Regions from separate parts of the Mus musculus genome. Here region 1 is linked to region 2. The links are chromatin contacts, called in public HiChIP or PLAC-seq maps. All regions are on one chromosome and are shown on one strand. Each heading gives the region's core, a stretch centred on a gene start, on an enhancer-like site or on the middle of the called end of the contact. The rest is flanking DNA. Distances are from core to core; before and after follow the strand shown.

Region 1 (5,023 bases), core at 1,881-4,380, 940 kb before region 2:
ACACAGCTGTAACACCTCAGCAGCCTGGAGCTTTCCACAAACAGCTTATGAGACACAGACCTCCGGCCTTGCCTGGCTATGGTCTTTGTTCCTGCCACTGGACTCGGGTTCTTGGTCAGGGTTCCCCACTCATCCCTAGATCAAATACCCTTTAATCTCTGTAAAGTATTCCTTACCTGCTTAGGACAATTTCTTTTTTTTTTAACGTCTCTTTGAATTCTAGGCCCCTCATGCATCTCTTTTGAGATGGGATCTCATATAACTCAGACTGGCTTTGAACTTAATTATGTAGCAGAGGGTGATCCTGAACTTCTAACCCTCTTGTCCCCCTCTCTGCTTGAATGCTGAGATTACACACGAACACCAGCACCGCTGGCTTTTGCAGTGCATACTAAGGGAGCAGCTGCCCAGCTGCGACACTTCCAGCCCTTCCAGTTTCCTCTAAGGTTCCCAGGCTGAGACTGTCAGTCAGCAGCAGACCATGTGCCAGGCCCTGGGTTTGACCTCAGTGTTGCAAACATGCTGGGTGTAGCATGTGTGGAAGGTTCAGGGGCCTCTAGCAAGGAGCAGATAGGGTCCTGGTACTGCAGACCCTGGGACAACCCTTCTATGCACCATGTTACAAATGCTGAAGTGTGAGGCACATGATAGGGTGCACCCAGTGTGGGGCGCACTGCTTCTGGGACTGTTTCTGAGGACACTGGAGGAAGCTCACCCAGAGTATAACCCACTCCCTTCAGAGGGAAAACAAAAGACACGGGTGATGGCATGGTCAGCATTTCTACTCGGAACTGGTTAACTCCAACCAGAAATGAATTCGGGAACGTGACTGCACGGCTCTGGGCACAGCATCTGGACAGTTCAGTCCCAGTCCCCCTCGCCCTCAGGATTGTCCTCCCGAGGCACCTCCAGGTCGTTGAAGTGGAAGTTGGCCATCATGTCACGTACGGCCAACATCAGCCTGTTCAAGCCTTGATTGCGGTTCGGACCCCCGGCCACTCCTTCCTCCAGCCTCTCCCCCTGAACAATGAGACACAGCTAAGTGGGGATAGACTTGAGTCTGGGTAGACTTGAGATCCTGGGTTCAACGGCTGAGGCAACTTAGGCCCCAAGATTGAGCCTGTCCCCTCCCAAAGTCCCTGCCCAGAAGAAGAAGCAGCTGCTCTAGAAAGCCAGATGCGCTCACTTAGCCAAAGCCAACCTACCATGATGCTGAGCCGCCTCTCAGCCCACACCACTCACCTTAGAATAGCCACGCAACTCCAGCAGGCCAAGTCCCCACTTATAAGCATGGCACCACAGGCAGGGTACAGTCTCACCCGTTTCTGCCTCCACCCTGAGCAGGACTTGCCCATGTTAACTTGGGAGGGGAAAGACCAGCGTGCTTAATCAACATACCTCTGTGGTGTAATTTGGCAACAAGGACCGGAAGAAGAGGGCGATTGTGTTTCCGTGGCTGACTGGACTCAGCCTGAAAATTAAAAGAAAGAAAGAGAGAGAGAGAGAGAGAGAGAAAGGAAGCAAGGGAAAGGAAAGGGGAGAGAGGGAGGGAAGGAGGGAGGGAGGAGGGAAAGGGGTCAGAAAATTAAAGTTAACAGACACTGTGGGGTTCCAGCCCGGGTCAGCTGTCCCTACCCACTCTCTTAACTGCTGGGGACAGGCAGCCTTTGAGTGGAACTCAGGCTCTGGGCCCTAAACTGCACATCAGGATCTGGGGTCAGCACTGCTGACTACTAGCCTGCCCGAGGGCAACAAGGGAAGTGGGGAGGGAGCCCCAGATGCTGGCTCTTTAGGGACCTCATCTGCTGGGTCACATGGAGAGACTACAAGGTGACTACAGTATATGATGCTGGGGAAGACGGGTCAGTCACAAAAGATGACAGGAAAGGTAAGGGCAACCCTGGGAGGCCCCTGCAGGGGCCAAGCACAGCTCTATAGCACAGTGTGGTCACACTTATGTCTGGGGACCCCATGAGCATGGTAGAAGACTAGAATGGCTGGGCTATGACAGCCTGGTAGGATGTTTCTGAGCACACTGAAAATTCTCATATTAATCTAAAACTTTAACGGAAGTCTCTACTCACTACCTCCTGTCAGGGTCTAGAAGGCCTGTGGCTCTTGCCTGAGACAGACATGGGAGCAATGGACCCAGGCAGGGCAGCCGTGAAGGCTAGGAGGGAAGGGAAGAGAGCTCTTTCATGACCCAGATTCTAACGCTGCCCCATGCACACAACAGGCATGCCCACGTCAGCGCTTACCCCCCCACCCCCAAAGCCACACGACCTTCCTTCAGCACTCACTAGACCTTACACTGTGCTCTTGGGAGACAGCTTGCACATAGCAGAGGGCTAGTTGTCACCCTTTGGTTGGGGCACACCTTTCTACAAAGCAGGTGACTGTCACTTCCCAGTGTGGCACGTGCTTCTTAGACGTTTTCCCCACAGGTTCCACACAAATGTGACTGCTGCCCATCTTTGGTTCTAGGCGTGGTGTCTGCTGTCTGCTGCAGTGCACCAGGCCAGAGGTGGCTTCTTATTCTGCACTTCTCAACTTGCTACAGAACCCACAGGGAAGTGCTCAGACCTCTGGGGACTCGAGGAGCTCCGTGTCACACTGTTTCCCTACTCCCCAGTGGACTGGCCTGTCCAGCCCATGTTTGCCATTTTCCTTCTAGTCTGTAAGGGCAGCCCCAGCGAGCCCCAAAGTACCAAAGTGGGTTGTGTGGGCGTGAGGACAAAGCAGGGGCGGTACCTCTCTGGTCTGACGTAAGAGTAGATGGTGTCCAGGGGAGGCAGAGGGTCGAACCCCATCACAGACTGTGTGGTCACATCCTTAGGAGAGGACACAAAACAGATTCTGGAGCAGTGCTGGCCACCTTTGCATTCCAAAGCTTCAGCTGCTCTCACCTCAGAGCTGACCTATCTGCCGGGAGGCAGTGACAACACCTGGCAGAAGTGGCCGTTTCTGCTCCAAGAAACTTTAGGTCTGGGTGGAACAGTCTCTCCTAGAGAATAGTCTGGGGGAACATGTGACATTTTGCCCCAGTCAGTGGACATAGGGCAAAGGGCACGTTACACAGGTGGCACTATCTGTACTCATGTTGCCAATGATGGACTGTGCTGACTGCAGACCACGGTCTAGGGATGGGAGCCAGGGTCCCGCTGAGCTGCTGGTTCACCAAATGATCCACCCTTGGCCACACCTTAGAGGCCAAACACAGGGATCTGTGAGGGCAGAGCCGAGGTTCTGCTGCAGGGGCGTGTGTTACAGGGACTACTGCAGGGTTCTGTGAGGAAGACCTAGGTCTCTGTCACAGACAGTGTGACACCATGCTGGAATAGCTCACCGAGGTAGTCACATGGTGAGGAAGACCCAGAGAAACTGGCCATGGGGGCAGACGTTCTGCACCAGTTCCAACCCATACGGCACACAGGCCGACCAGTGGGTAGCTGTATTCTATGACCGGCACACATTCCACACCCCTCTTACCGAGGGTAGGGCAGCAACAGCCTCCTTGATCTCAGACAGTATCACGTGGCGGTGGATGTTTCTGGGCGCACGCTGGTACAACACTTTCCGCCTGAGGCCAGAGTAGACAACAGCAGATAAACTGGCGCCCACGGTGCAAAGTGCCAAGTCACCCATAGCCAGTCTGCAGAGCCCCGGTATGCACTGGCTTGTCTGACTTCTGGGAAAGCTTCCCTTGTCACTCTTGGGTTGAAGCTGTGCTACCAGCCCACTCACCTCACATCTGTACAGACAGCAAGTTCACAACACCCACACACTTCACAGCAACAACCATGCCCAGGACCACTGGTGGCTCCTTCAAAAGCTAAACTGAAACCTGAGGCCCAGTGTCTGCGATAAAGACCCAGGAGGGCACACGGAAGGGACTCAGGCCAGCAGGGTTCCTCCCTGAGCTAGGTTCTAGTGGACCTGCCAGGCTCAGCTCACCTGTTCTCACAGGCCTCCACAGCAGGGTCTCCAGCATCCACCGCTTGCAGAACCTCATGGACATTTTCCTCTAGCCAGCTCATAATGGCGGGTTCTTTCCAAAGAAAGTGTGACCTCCCCAGGTACAGACTCACCAGCTGGCCCAAGGCGGGAGGCTGGCTGTGAAAAGCAAGGGTTGAAGCGGACCTTTCTCAGAGCTCATGGGAGACAAAGGATATCCAGGAGAAGCCTAGTGCCTTGGAGTAAAGGCGGCGACCCCTCAGCTGCTGAGCAGGACACTCCCCCTGGCTGGAGTTACTTGAGGACTTTGTGGACAGGAATGTGAGAAAGGAAGGACACAGCTGACTGTTTCTGTTTCTGTGGAGCAGCACCAAGGGCCGGCCTACAGTTGCTGACTGGGCACCTGCAGAGGGGTGGCAACCACCACATGACACAGCTTTTTCTGTGTGTTTTTTCTTGTTTCTGAGAAATGTGACAGTCTAGAAATCTTGGAAAAGTTCATGATACTAACGGTCACGAGCCCCGCCACCTTCCTTCTCTTCCCACGTTTATGCCTCCTGGCTTCACGGCCTGCCCACAACTCTTCTAAGGAAGCATCCTGTGGGTCTCATTCTTGAGACTGGCAGCTGCTCACCTGCCCATACAAGAGAAACACCCTGCACATGGGTGTGGCTCCAGGGCCATCCTCCACTACTCTAGTTGGGCAGGCAGCCCCCAGGACAGGATCCGCTCCTCTTTTAGGGAGCAGGACCTACAGTCTCACATCTGCAGGACTCTAGGGAGCAGGACCTACAGTCTCACATCTGCAGGGCTCTAGGGAACAGGACCTACAGTCTCACATCTGCAGGGCTCTAGGGAGCAGGACCTACAGTCTCACATCTGCAGGGCTCTAGGGAGCAGGACCTACAGTCTCACATCTGCAGGGCTCTAGGGAGCAGGACCTACAGTCTCACATCTGGAGGGCTCTAGGGAGCAGGACCTACAGTCTCACATCTGCAGGGCTCTAGGGAGCAGGACCCGCAGTCTCACATCTGCAGGGCTCTGTACCTGATCTCAGCATCCGGCCCAA
Region 2 (4,398 bases), core at 298-2,797:
CGGTCGGTGGGAGCCCCCTGTGAGGAAGCAGGTGGAGTTGTTGGGTGAGTGTACCTCACTATTGTCAGGGCTGCTGGTTTTCCTGTGGCCCGCTCCATGTGCTTCTGGGGGTGGCTGAGATCTGCGTGGGGCCCTGCGTGGTTCCCAAACCTGTACTTCTGCTGAAGGAGCAACACAGCGTGCGTAGGCAACAGACAGCTTGTCTCAGCCTTTTTAGGAAAAGCCCTGAAGAGGCTTGTGTTGGCTGAGGCAAGCCTCTCTCCCGCTGGGAAGGCTTCCCACAGCCGTGGGCTTAAGAATTTTAAACCCCAGTGCTGGAGACAGCTACTACCTCTTCCCTGGGGCTGCATGAAGCCTGCTGGCCTGTAACTGTGAGTCATAGCTGAAGAATGAACTTGCACAGCAGCAAGGTGAGGGGGCTCAGAGAAGTGGGGATCTCCAATTTCCTTCACGGTAATGGCTTATGAATGTCAGAAGCCTATTGGGGCCCCGCCTCAAAGGTGGGCCCAGCACCTTTCATGAAACTGGCAGTTCCCCTCAAGCAGGCCAGATCATCCCTCTTTAAGGAGGTTAGGAGATGAGCTGGGAGAGTCAGCCCAAGGCTACGCATTGTGTGGGTGGACAGGAAGGATATGCAAGTGCAAGCCGGTTTAGGAACCATAGGCTTTTTATCTATGCCTGGAAGGGGAGAGGTTACAAAAAAGGCTACTTACAAATCCAAGGTACAGGGGAATGGGCAGCCAGCAGGAATGTGTCCTCAGATAGCCTTCCCACAGATGCCCTATTTCCACACAATTACACCATAACAAAAGAGTACTTGCAGCCACATCTGACCAGCCAGGAGTGTGGGCTAATGTTACCAGTTCTGTCGACCACAGAACTCTCAGAACCTTGCTTTTCTCCCAGAAACGGAATGACACCAGCTACCGTGCCCTGCAACCGTGAATGTGAACGCCAGGGTGACTCAGGCCCCTTCCCCCACTGTCTCCTACGCTGCCGACTCACCTTCCCTTCCCACCTCAGCCCACAGATGCCAAGGAATGTGGGGTTATAGGGTAAAGTTCAGTTCTGGCCACACAGCCCTGCTACTCAGCCACAGACAGACACACCCAGTTGGTGCTCTGTCCACCTACCCCAGAGACTGTCCCACCAGACTCTAACGTCGTAAACATCCACACGGAGAGCCTAGACAACCAGACAGGGCTGTTCCGACTCTCCTGGGCATGGATTATAAAGGATGCTGGAGAGGTTAGGGACTCTGCTCGGCCAAGTTGGCTGGCACCTGTCACCTAACCCTGAACTCTGCTCTTTCATCCAGGGCAGGTCGATGGCGAGCCCCCGCGGGGTCGGTGCGTGACCATGACGCGGGCCAGCGGAGTCCCGTGGGGCAGACACCGCCGACCACGCGGCGGGTTCCCCGCCCGCGCACCTGTCCTGGGCGTGGCTTCGCGGCCCCGCCCCGCCGTGCTCCGCGCTGGTTGGCTGAGGTGGTGCGCTATGCTAATGAGCCTGACCCTTCTCGCACCTGCCGGCCGCGCGGCCCGCCGGCGCCGCCAGACTCTGCAGTCGGTAATCCCGCTGCAGGCTCTGGCTAGACTCTGCCTGCTCTCGGGAGGGGACCATGCCGCGCTCCTTCCTGGTGAAAACGCACTCCAGTCACAGGGTCCCCAACTACGGGAAACTGGAGACACTGAGAGGTAGGGGTTGGCCGGATCTCCGCCCCCAGCTCGCAGCGCTTCGGGGCTGGAGGCAGCTGGGAAGTCCTTGGGAGCTGGGTCACACCTGCCCCAGGTGAGAGGGGAAGGGGCTAGAGTTTTCCATTTCAACAGAGGAGGAGGTTCCCCTTCTGGCTTAAGACTGGGGCTCTAAGAGGGATGTGCCCAGGGCAACTAACTTCTCTGCTTCAGAAGATTCGGGCATGCCTTGGGCTCCCCACTTGGCAAAGTTTCCTGAGCCCCAGATCTCCCCGGAGCTCTCCCTGCGGACTGCTCAGCTGAAGTCCTGAAGTCCTCTCTGTGCAGGTCTGGAAGGGTCCAAACTTAAAGTATGTCCCAGGCGCTGTATACACCCACCTAAAGAAGGTCTCACTAACCACAAGGCCAGGAAACTTGTCCTACCCGCAGATGGTGGCTGGTGAGAAAAGGCAGGACTCCCCCAGAGCATCCTGCCTCGTGGGTGGTGAGCTCATTGATAGAGCAAACAACCTCTGGTGGTCTTCGCTCTTCCCAGAAGCCTCCTTGCTCTCCTGGTGCAGTGACCAAGGAAGAGCCGACCTCCACACAACAGGCTCAGTTGTCCACCTTTACGGCTAGGTTCAGGGGCTTTAGGTCTGAGCACCTGAGAAGAGAACCCTTAATCTTCAGAGCCAGCCTGATGGTCAGAGCTACCCCCACTCAGGTGGGCAACTTCTCAGAGAAAGACCTACTAGGAAGTTGCCCAGTGCCTCGGGACACTTTGGATGTCGGGCCTCAGGCCAGCACCCCTCATATAGCCCCAGCTGGTGGGAGTTCTTGGATCAGGCCCCATCATCACCTCTGCTGCCACCAGGGGGTGCTATCTAGGACCCTGCTCTTGGGGGTGGGGGAGACATTTTTGATTCAATTTAGTGAGTCACCAACAGCAGTTCTATAACAGACGCTATTAGAGTGTGATTTTTCTTTTGGTTGGGTGGTTGGGTCTCCTTACAGAGGAGGTAGAAAGTTGTACTTATAGTGAATGTAGTTTTTTTTCCTTGTATGGAGGATAGAATCAATGCCCCACACAAGACTAGTCAAGCACTTACCACTGAGCCATGCCTCTGGCCCTAGGCCATTGTTTTAAGAGTTAAAACCTTAGATTGCACTTGGAGAGCACATACCAGCTTACTTCCTTTTTTTTTTTTTTTGGTTTTTCGAGACAGGGTTTCTCTGTGTAGCCCTGGCTGTCCTGGAACTCACTTTGTAAACCAGGCTGGCCTCGAACTCAGAAATCCACCTACCTCTGCCTCCCAAGTGCTGGGATTAAAGGCGTGCACCACCACGCCCAGCTCCCCAGCTTACCTCTTAAATGGGCAAATCAGGTCCTGCAGGGCCCTGTTTCGGACAGGAGGTTCCCAGAGTAGCCTTAATGCCCTTTAGCGGTCGCTCTTGGCTTTCCCAGGCCCCCATGGTCCCAGTGACTCTCTTCCTATTATGATGTCTCCCTAGAGTATACTGAGGTGCTGAGGCCTGGAGTTCTCCTTCCCTCCTCCGAAGGGGCTTCAGGGATTCCTCAAGCCACGGGGCATTGATACCCTCATCTCCCGGCAAACCAAAGCTGCAGAAATCACCAAAGTGCAAGACAACATAGGAAAGGCATATGCAGAAGCCATGGTCGCTCCCACCTGCATGAGGTTGCTTTCCTCTGCCTGTGGAGTGGACACAGAACGCAGTGTCTGAACCTGGCAGTACCTTGGTGGTAGAGGTGGAGACTTTCCTTCCGACAGGACCCCAGGGAAACTTCCCACGTTCTGTGGTCCAGAACTCTGCTGACAGAGTCTCTTAGCAGTCCTGCTCTCTCCTCCTTCAATCCAGAGTATGATTCCCTGGCTATATAATTAGGAGCAATATGTCTGGTAGGGAGAAAGTAATGGGATTTAACTTCCTGGTTCTCCCACAGCCTTGCCAGCACTTGTCTCTTCTTGCAAGTTCTAGCCATCCCTGAAGTAAAACATGCTACCTTGATGTGGTTTTAATTTGCATCTTTTCGGTGCCTAATGATGGATATTTCCTCGTGTGCACACTGCCCATATGCTTTTTAAATATGTTACTCTTTTTTAATTAAGAAAACTTGAGGGGTAGTGGTGGCGCACACCTTTAATCCCAGCACTGGATAGGCAGAGGCTGGCAGATTTCTGAGTTCGAGACCAGCCTGGTCTACAGAGTGAGTTCCAGGACAGCCAGGGCTGAACAGAGAAACCCTGTCTCGAAAAAACAAAAATAACAACAACAAAAACTTAATATTATTTGGGTGTAGAGACATATATCATGGGATGTGTGTGGACGTCAGAGATGACACGCACGTAGCTTTCCTCTTTCATCTTATGGGTTGGGGATATAAGACTCAGGTTGGCAGACTTGGCTGCAAGCAAGTCTACCTGCTCAGCCATCTTGCCAACCTGTGTATTGTCTTTGGAGAAAGAGAGATTCCTATAGCCCCTGTTTTTGAGGGGTAGGTGTCCCATGTATCATCCCAGGCTAACCTTGAACTCTTTGTGGCTGAGGATGACTTTCGGCTTCCGATCCTCCTGCCTCTGCCTTCCTAATTAGGATTACAGATGTGCACCGTTACACCCAGTTTGGAGAAGGAACCCGGGACACCTTGAGTCCTAGGCAAGCGCCCTACCAGCTGAGCTGTGCCTCCTACCCTTTTGTACCTATT

What was found. HiChIP or PLAC-seq counts read pairs in DNA pulled down with a chosen protein or histone mark.
Region 1: an H3K27ac HiChIP or PLAC-seq map of double positive thymocytes shows a contact between it and region 2, with 4 times the contacts expected there. The contact joins the enhancer-like site here to the promoter of Snai3 in region 2. A contact is called at or near these places in 6 of 39 promoter capture datasets (cranial neural crest, embryonic stem cells, hippocampal neurons and 1 more) and 1 of 115 datasets of contacts at active chromatin or transcription factors (double positive thymocytes).

The regions. Positions count from the first base shown.
Region 1 is chr8:123,397,073-123,402,095 of GRCm38.p6, reverse strand. Tcf25 (transcription factor 25 (basic helix-loop-helix)) reads right to left here. Exons shown (of 18, transcript NM_001037878.4): 13 at 5,002-5,023; 14 at 3,955-4,113; 15 at 3,490-3,580; 16 at 2,752-2,831; 17 at 1,399-1,471; 18 at 765-1,020. The coding sequence ends at 862. Among named protein-coding and RNA genes, the nearest start is that of Mc1r, 7.5 kb to the left of the region's middle. Within about 2 kb of position 3,130, at least 19 of the 459 cell types and tissues checked have an H3K27ac peak or open chromatin away from gene starts, as enhancers often do. A contact at or near this core is called in double positive thymocytes, where this site is marked.
Region 2 is chr8:122,457,838-122,462,235 of GRCm38.p6, reverse strand. Snai3 (snail family zinc finger 3) reads left to right here and starts at 1,547. Exons shown (of 3, transcript NM_013914.3): 1 at 1,547-1,697. The coding sequence starts at 1,622.